2 separate regions of the Xenopus tropicalis genome follow, and region 2 is linked to region 1. Evidence: chromatin contacts called from public Hi-C data. All regions are on one chromosome and are shown on one strand. Each heading gives the region's core, a stretch centred on a gene start, on an enhancer-like site or on the middle of the called end of the contact. The rest is flanking DNA. Distances are from core to core; before and after follow the strand shown.

The links. A called contact is a pair of places that touch in the nucleus more often than the background predicts.
Region 2: a Hi-C map of neurula embryo shows a contact between it and region 1, with 1.8 times the contacts expected there. The contact joins two enhancer-like sites. A contact is called at or near these places in 4 of 5 Hi-C or Micro-C datasets (brain, gastrula embryo, neurula embryo and 1 more).

The regions. Positions count from the first base shown.
Region 1 is chr7:99,313,422-99,318,337 of UCB_Xtro_10.0, reverse strand. It overlaps plekhg5 (pleckstrin homology domain-containing family G member 5), which reads left to right. Exons shown (of 22, transcript XM_031905609.1): 5 at 382-442. Among named protein-coding and RNA genes, the nearest start is that of tnfrsf25, 72 kb to the right of the region's middle. Within about 2 kb of position 1,992, at least 2 of the 11 cell types and tissues checked have an H3K27ac peak or open chromatin away from gene starts, as enhancers often do. A contact at or near this core is called in neurula embryo, where this site is marked.
Region 2 is chr7:99,398,166-99,403,038 of UCB_Xtro_10.0, reverse strand. The region is part of intron 2 of plekhg5 (pleckstrin homology domain-containing family G member 5); the gene reads left to right. Among named protein-coding and RNA genes, the nearest start is that of plekhg5, 42 kb to the left of the region's middle. Within about 2 kb of position 3,603, at least 2 of the 11 cell types and tissues checked have an H3K27ac peak or open chromatin away from gene starts, as enhancers often do. A contact at or near this core is called in neurula embryo, where this site is marked.

The DNA.
Region 1 (4,916 bases), core at 743-3,242:
AAAAGAAGAAGTATAAGTTAGTTCTAACCTATGTAAGATATGATACTTAATCTATGAATCGGGACCCAAATCTCCATGCAATTGAGGGGTGGGTTTCCATGGACCCTTTAATGCAGCCCAATGTCTTCCTATAATATATTAATTAAAATAAGGTACATAATTAATTTCAGCCCTGCAGTAGGGCAGGAAGGGATGGCTCGGGTGCAAGCAGGAGACTAGCAAGGCTCATACTGTCCCAGCCCTCCAGGGAACAGAACTGGCGTCTCTGGGATCCAGCCTGTTGCGTGATTCAGCGATACTCCCTCGCACCCTTTGATGTGTCACTTCAGCTTTCCTTCACTAATACGTCGGTTTTTTTGCCTTTCACTTTCCATCCTACAGGGACAAGAAAGCTGCAGGCCTGAAATTAAGCAAGAAGAAAACCAGGAGAAGGCACACAGATGTAAGTAGAAAAAAAACTAGTTCTTTAATGACCAGAAGATCTTTTTACATGGACGTCTTGAATATGTAATTCCTATTTCCTCCCAGGAGTGGAACATGCAGCTGGGTTTTTAGTGAAACAAAACAAAACCAAAAATTTCTTTTAAGACCAGCATAAATTGTAAGATTGATTTAAAAAATATGTATATATTTCGCCAATATTTGCAAAAAGCAGAACATATAGAATGCTACACAACTGCCTTTTGCCTTAACCTATGTAACCCCTTCCGTTTTTAAATGAAGGCTAACTCCAAAAACAATAACTCACAAGGTTGCAATGTTACAGCTTATTCCCAGGGGTCAATACCCTGCTAGGCCTCAGCTGTGCAACACATTTTACACCTGAGCTCCAATTCCTCTGGCGTATGCTTAGTTCCATGGTGATGCCCATGGCGGCCACACCTTGCCTTTAGTACATTGTGTTTGTATTACAAATTTATAATGCAAGCAACAAGTCACTGTTCAGCCTTACTTTATGGATTTGTTATAATTACCTAAAATAAAAGGAGACATTTGCTTCTGATCTTTCATGTGCCCAGCTGGACCCCACTAGAGGATCTACATTTTCTATATTTATATCCTTGCCAGTCAGGCCCGTATTGAAAATCTGTGGATACTGGCAAATGCCAGAGGGGCTGCTGTAAGATGCCAGAGACAATCATTATTATTAGGCAGTTGGGGTTGTTGCTTGGGCCTCTGTGTACTTGAAATGCCAGGGCCTATTTTGAATCATAGTCCAGACCTGCTGCCAGTTCAACAATTAGAGTAGGATTTGGGGTGAAATTTTTCTTGATACACTTTGGAGTACTTTAGCAGGGAGGACAGTAATGACAATATTTTGTATACAGCATCAATAAGCTTATCATGAGCAGGACAAATGTTGATGCGGAAATAGGGCTTAAAACCAGAATAGGGCTTGAAACACATCAACACTAAATTAAAACACTAGTTAAAATACATGATCTTATCTCCCACAATTGGCAGATACCTTGTTTAGTTGAGCTGAAAAAACTCTACCATGTATCTTATTAATAATAACTGAAGATTTTTCTTTTTAATATACCAAAATCTAATGGCCAGTTGTAGTAACTCAAAGTAAGAAGCGAAATGCCCTATAAACTATATAAAAGCAGAACACTATTTTATACACTTTATGCAAACAAAGACTTGTCATCACACTCTTATCTAATATGTTGTTACTAGTCCGGGGTGCCAGACTCCAGGCATCAGCAAATGCAGTGACCACCCATGCAGGGGTGAGACTGTAGGCTGCTGCTCTGGGCATGTATACTCATGTGAGGATACTCTGCAATCCCACCTCAGTCCAGAATTATTAATAGCCAATGCCTCTAGAATGTCAACCAGTCCCAAACAAGACTAGAAATACTGTGGCACGGGAAAGACAATCTTTACCTTTTAATGGAACTTGGTAACATGTTGGCTTAGCAACAATGGCTGCAGTCAGTAAGGAGGAATGGGCATTGTTCTTCTTAGCCTGTTTAGAACAATGTCAATTTAAGTTTAACATCTGCCTTTGCACGAAAAACACCAGGATGAAACCTGTCTCCATGTGAAACAGTGCCCAACTCCCATTACCTCCATACAGTGACTGCACTGGATTAAATTACAAATTACTACTATTACTATTTCATGAAAAGTCTTCTTCCCTGAAGGCATAACAATGCAGAGCTGCTTAGATTAGCCAGCCATACTAATAACAATGATATCTAATCTAGAAATGAAAACACATTTTAACTTGTTTACTATACATGAAAGCCCAGTTGGCTTGTACAGATCTAACCAGATAAGGTACAATTAGAGTGTGGCTTATGATGGAAAGTGCTGCATGCTTACTGTATATATGACTACAGGAATAGTAAACATAACATTCAGATTACTGTTTAATCAATTGAAAACAAAGGTATCAGTATAAAATATTTTTAACCTTTTTAATGTCAGCACCTTTTCATCTTGCCATTCCACTTGTTGCTATTAAGCACACTGCATGCAATAGGTCAAAGGAGAACCCTGAACAGTAGAATATAGGGCTTTGGAACAAGGATGGTTTTTTACCAGCTTTATAAATGCTATGGTTGTTGGCATTTTAAGTGTTCATTATGGGCATTAGCAATGAGGCATGGACTCACCAACCAAAGTTTTTGTGAAACTGCCCAAAAAATTCGGCACATCAAAAAAATTGCGGTTGTGTCAAATAATCCGCTGTTGCATCAAAACCGTTGTCTTTTTTTCATAAAAGTCATCCGCTAGCTGCATTTTGGGAATTTTTCGCCATTTTGCAAATTTTTCAGCAGTTCCACAAATTTTTTGGTGAAGCGGAATGGGACAGATCACTAATGGGCATGTCTGATTGTTCTATCAATTGGCTATACATACAAATGCCCAAATTGGATTTATCCAGTTAAAGGTTGCTAAGACCAACCAATCAGAATTCTTTGCTGTGTGGATGATAGCCAGAGGCCCCATTGGTCAACCTGTCTTCCAACTGGCTGATGTGGTTCAACTGCAACAAAGTTTGATTAGCCAGATCACTCTTTAAAGGACAAGTCAATCAAAAATATAATTTTTTGCCAATTTAAAGAAAACATAATTCTAAGCAACTGCAATACACATTTATTCCAAATTTGCTTGGTTTTTAACTGAAAAAAAGCTTTGTTTCTTAACCACCTCCATTTGTGTTTGGAGTGCGCACCCACCAGAGAAATTGTGCTTGTGACTGCTGGGTCTCCCTTTGCTACGGATCTGGGGCGCTGCACCCAGACCATTGGATCAGTGTGGTGAAGGACCGGGGCAAGGCACCTGGGCCGATTTTATGAAGGGGTGAGCAAATGCTTTGACTTGCTGTTTAAATTTTGATTAAATTTATTGCATGGCTTAGAGCAGACTTTGAATAATTGTAATACTAAGAATTGCCATGACAAGTAGCTGCTACTAGTAGCTCCGTGTGTCTTCACCCTTAGAAGCAGTGTTTGCCTGTCATTTCTATTCCCTGCCCTGTGGGCTCTGGCATTTGAAACAATGTAACACAAGCCAGCAGAGTGACAGACCTGTTTTGTAGAGATGTTCGAGCAGACGAAAATTCGACCCGCACCCAACCCTAACATGCCCTCTCCCAAACCTCGCCTGACCGCTGCTCTGTGGCTATTTATATACCTGTGCCTGACCTTCCCATCTCTGACGTCACGGAGGGGGCAGGGCAAGGCAGACGCGCATATATAAATCGGCGCTCCTGTAGGCAGAAGTGGGGCTCAGTTAGGTCGCAGGCGGAAAGGGCGGCAGGAAGAGCTCGGCCCAAACCCACCCGTGACCCGAGGAACTTATGTGCGTGTTGGCCTGAACCCATCCGACCCACAGGTCCTACGAGTCCCCCGGGTGTCTGAGTGGCCTGCCCATAACTACTGTCTTGCTGGAGGAGACTGGCTTTGCAACTTTGTTTAAAAAGTAACAACCAGGAGTTCAGCAAATGCTGCTTTCAGTAGCAATTACATTTACAACTAACTTTTGAAGCACTAAACATTTTGGATGAATTCACATTGGAATGTTGGAATTATGTTTTCTTTTATTAGGCAAAAAATTATTTTGGGGGTTGTCATGCACTTTAAGGGCATAAACACGTGTAATGATAAAAAGTGGCAAATCTGCAAGCTTGAAACAATACAAAAGGAAACATTACATTTATCTCTTAACATTGCCATTAGAGGAATACAGAGGGGAAAATGAAAAAGGAAGTTAAGCAATATCATTACATCTGTCAGTGGTGGGGTGCTTTATTATATACAGTACAACTGGAGAAGGTTAGAAAAACATTTTCAGATAGGCAGAGCACGTACTGCCTGTAATACAACTGACTTGCACGCTCTCCTCCATGCTCTCTCAGCATAGAATGGTAACAAGACGGCATTATGTGGGTTAGAAGCAGGCAAATTCATCCCTATTTTTTCCCAGATGTCTATTTCCTATGATACAGATCATCTTATTGGTTTTCAATAAAAAGGGCTTATTTATCAGAGGGGCAAAAAACAATTCTTTAAGGAGTAGTTCACCTTGAAATTAACTTTTAGTATAATGCAGACATTGCTATTCTGAGACAATTTGCAGTTGGTCCTAGTTTTTTATTTTTTTATGGTTTTTCAGTTACTAAGCTTTTTGTTTAGCAGCTTTGGTATTTCAGCCGCTATCTGGGTGCTAGGGTCTTATTTACCCTAGCAACCAGGAAGTGGTTTGAATTAGAGATGGCAATTTAAATAGGAGAGGGCCTGCCCAGGATAAGTAATAAAAAGTAACATTAACAATAAAATTGTAGCCTCATAAAGCAATAGATTTTGGCTGCCAGGGTCAGTAACCCTCATTTGAAAGCTGGGAAGAGTCAGAAAAAGAAACAAATAATTCATTGATTTATCCTGCTGTTTTTACTTTGG
Region 2 (4,873 bases), core at 2,354-4,853, 83 kb before region 1:
GGCGACGAAAAAATTGCAAAATACCGATCATTACGAAAAAAACTCATTTGGACACTTTCGATCCGTTCGTGGATTAGTAAATCGGCCCCTTAAAGTCTAGGCATGTAGTTCACCCTATAATTACTGTGCCGTTCCTTCTTTATTATGTAATTATGGTTCTGTTAGCACATCTGTAAAGTAGCTATGAGATATCCTTTATGACAGGTCTGTATCCAGGGTAGCTTTCAGATGTCTTGCAAGAATTGGCTGCTTGGAATGCCAAGCCTGATGCTGTACAGAGGGGCCTCTAATGAACTGACTGGCAATGCATCGCTGGATTGTCCTTTGGTACAGTGAATCTTCAGACAGGCACACGGTGCACTGAGCTGAGTAGGTTTTCTGCCTTCTGCTCTGAGTAATTGAATTCAGCTATCTCAGAAACCTTTCTAGATTAGAAACCCAGATGACATTTTAACTACATTGAAGTGATGTGGGCTTTATTGCATTCTCTGCTTGGCGCATGTTTATGCAGTCTTTTGAAAATAGCCATTCAGTGAACAGTAATAAAGCTTCGACTCAGGCCAGTGGGGAGCGGCCCTGGCATAGTTTTCATTGTTGGCATTTTACACCTCAGAAGTTTAATTCCATCTGTCAGTCCCTGATTCATAAAGTTGTACATGTAACAAAATCAGCTGTCATCGCCCATTACTTGGCATTGTGATATAATGGGCTTTCACTTCTTTCTTCATGCACACAGGGCAGTAACAGATACTCACTGTTACTGTTAAATCCACCTTATTGTTAAATTTGGGTACAATACATGAGGCCAATTAGGGGCAGTTATAAGAAAGGGCAGAGTGGGCATTTGGCATTACTTTTTTAGCAGTTACCTTTAAGCACTGAATCATTTTATACAGTGCTTTACCGTTTATCTGTCAGTGGCATAAAGATATTCAGATGCAGACCCCACCAGAAAAAAAAATTACACAACCAATTCCTTTTCTAAGTGCAGTAGACCAATCAATGTTAATTGCTGAGGACAATGTGCCATCAAGTACCTTGTAATTTTGTCCGACTTCCCATTCATCCCAAAGTAATCAAACGTTACACTGTATATACACATGCATGGTAGATACCGTAGTTCTACAAGCCTTTTGAAAAATAAACCCACAAGGCTGGAAGCCTAGCTCACTGTCCCAGGGTGAAGGAGTTGACTCTGGCTGCCATTGGGGTCACCTTCTAATCTGAATAGCAGCTGTTAGTGGTATCCAGGGACTGCACAATCCAACTCTTGGAAATTCTATTATTTTTTTGTGAGGTGAGAGAGATCCCTTCTAATCTCCTTCAATTAAAAAAGTTTGTTTTTTTCCAAAGATACCACATAGAGTATAATATGATACATTTTTAAATACTTGGTCAGTCACAAAGATTTACTGAGTCCAGTTAAATGCTCAGGGTCTAAAAATACAAAATAAGAAACTTGAAACCAAGGTAAAATTATAGCTGTTGCAACACACTGGGATATACAAGGCAGCACTTTATTTATTTGACTTGAATCTGTTTTTTTCCTGGTAAATGTTACTTTCAGACATTTTATAAATGAAGGAAAAATTCCATATAAGGGAGTTAATGGGCTGATTTCTGATCACCACATTCCATTTGCAGATACAAAATATGTTTATCATGATGCTACGTATCATTAATTTTGCTTGCATATGCTACGAGTGTAGGCATATGTACAGGGTTGGACTGGGCTGCCGGGACACCGGGAAAAAACCCGGTGTGCCCCAGTGGCCCAGACCCGACCCGACCCTTGCTGGCACTCCTGTGGCTGACGGTGTTCGTCCCTTGATGCGTTCAATTTACGTGCGCTCGGGGGAGGATGTCGGGTGGGGCCCCTGTGAGGGGTTTAGGAAGGCTCAGTAGGGGGCCCCTGCGGGATGTTAAGTGGTACAGCGGGGGACACAGCCGGCGGGTGCACCTGCAGGGCCCTACACCCCCAGTCCAACCCTGCACACATAGCATATTTCTGCCTGAAACTGCTTGAGTTTGCCTGTACCTGGATGGATTCAATGCTTCTGGGAGCAGGCATAACTAAAAGATTTTTAAAGTGGAGGAGCTGATTCTTGGGTAGTATCTATTCGCTTGGTGAGAATCAGCTCCATGTGTGTCGGTCTTAATGCTAAATAGTGAAAGTTTTAGATTCTTACAATTATAACCCTTAAGACTGTAAGCTTTTTTACTCTGTAACACTTGTTTGTTAAATTATTGTAACACCACTGATTACAAACATAACAGATTATCAGCATAAGCCACTGCAATAAAGTCAAGTCAAAACCAAATCACAAAGCATCACAGAGATAACAGACTTGCACATCATGCCCTGATGATGCCATGGTGATATAGTGCCCGTGGCAGTGGGTATGAGACCGCTTATTGTCATTCTTAATGGAGTCATTTGGGTGTGTCCACATACAGAACTCGTGCTCCCAATAAATAGTTCCTCTGCTGATGTGGCTTCCAGAGTAGTTTGGATCTCAGCGGGGAATGTTCCAGCTAAGATCATGCAATTTTAGAAGGGGTGTCTGGATTATTTTGGCCATACAGTGTAGAAAAGCTTTCTTTTGCAGGAGGAACAATACATTTAAATGTTTCATGCTTATCCATATGTTTATTGTTTGTCCCAGTTAGTCTCCATTAACCAAGGTATCCTAATTACAACCTGGCCATATAATCTGTATTTAAAGCAAAAGTAACACAAATAAAATAAAAAGCTGTCACACACATTAAAATAAATTGCTCTTCTAACAGCTTTGTAGTTCCTTTAGAAGCTCCAATATATATAAGATGCTTTGCAACAATGGTGGCCTCCATCATGCTCAGATATATACCATATATAAAGGTATAGAATGCATTTTTGCTTTTTCTTGTGTTACTGCCTCTTTTTATTTTGTGATAATGTGCCCTGGCATAATGCACCATCTGTTCCCTTTCTGCCAAGAATTTTTCCTCTGGCTATTTCTGGGGGAAGCCTTTTGTGGCTGGCTGGTGAGGTTATTTATTTATATGAATATATTTATATTACTAACTGGGGTAAAACTATTTAGTAAATCTTTAAATAAAAATTCAAATGTCAGATAAAACAGATTTTATTATATAGATAATATATATAGAATATATCTATATAGATAATATAGATTGCCTTTGAACATTAACAATGAAAGGTATCATTTGTTACTTAATAATAATTTCTATTTTCTGCAAACTTTCCACCAACTTGCTGAAATTTATTTGCGTAAATGTCTTGAAGGCAGATTCATAACATATTAAACATCAGCTTCCCATAAGTGTTAATAGCAACTGTACTTGTTGGCTCTGTTGGTATTGGAGGCTCAAGTTGGCTACAGGGATAACTCTGAATGGTACCCGCCATCTGTTTGATTTTTGTCGTCTTAAAATGTGGGTGGTAGAGCTCAGCAGTTCAAATGCTCTGCAATTTATTGAAATATATCATGGTCCCATTCAAACCATTTCCCTTTATGCAAGTGCAGACAACACAATGAGACTGGAGATAGCGGGATGTAGGGGAGGGCAACACAGTAGGATTCCCAAGTCTCTGCTGCCTCAGCTTCTTTTATCACAAGCAAGTGCATGACAATAACACCGGTGGGTGCCTTTGTGCGATGTATAGATATGTGACAACAGAACAGAGTAATGTAAGTCCCAATTCTCTGCAGTCTGTACAGATAAAGAGATTGATGGTTGCTTTTGGGGTATGATGTGGAGACAGACTGTGACACTGGGTAAACGTCTGTCAGTGAAAATGTTATATGTGTAATTCTGGTTCATTTGCCGGCCCTCTTTTGTAAGGGGAAGGCTTATACTTGACCATTAAATACTCTTTTAGTGTATTATAGAAAGATCTATTATTTTAATTGATCTTCATTTTTTATTTTGTATGGCTTGCAATTTTTTTTCCTCTTCTGCCTTCAACCTTAAAATGCAGTGTGGTTGCCAGGGTCACTGACACTGGTAATGACAAACTAGAATTAATCTCTGACGAATACATAGTTGCTGGGGTGACAGCAAAAGTGGCCATATATGGCTCAATCCATATGTGGATGGAAATCAGACAGATATTAATCAGCCAGATTTGAGAATACTGTTGGAAGAGCAACGTATCTGCGCATTGATGCGGTCCTTGTAATTCTCAGGGCCAACAATCGGATCATGCCAATTTGGCACTGCAAGTGGGTGGAACAATTGAGCCCAGATCTGCTTGTTTGCCAACCTCACCAAACTAGCACATCTGTCAGTCGGTGTGGCCACCTTAATCCTTTACCTCAATATCTTGTTCTTCTAGTTTTACTGGATTTCTATTTGGCACTTCCCTAGGCACCTCACCTGCCTCTGGATACAAGGCAACTAATGTAAGAGAATGACTGAACCAGAGGGGTGTATTCCAGTCTACTAACTACATGATTGTCCATAGTGCCATTTTAGAGTTTCTAACATTAAATAACAGTAACACCAAAAGCGTTTTAAAGTAATTAAAATATAATGTACTCCTGTCCTGCACTGGTAAAAGTTGTGTTTGCTTCAGAAACCCTACTATAATTTATATAAACAAAGCTGCTGTGTAGCCATGGGGACAACCCTTCAAGCTAAAAAAAGGGGAAAAGGCACAGGTTACATAGCAGATAACAGATAAGCTCCATAGAACACAACAGTGTTTTACAGTGCTTAACCACTATGTAACCTGTGCCATTTAGCCCTATTTTAATTTGAATAGCTGCACTCATGGCCACATAGAAGCTTTGTTTATATAAACTATAGTAGGGTTTCTAAAGAAAACACACAACTCTTACCAGAGCAGGGCAACAATTTATATTTT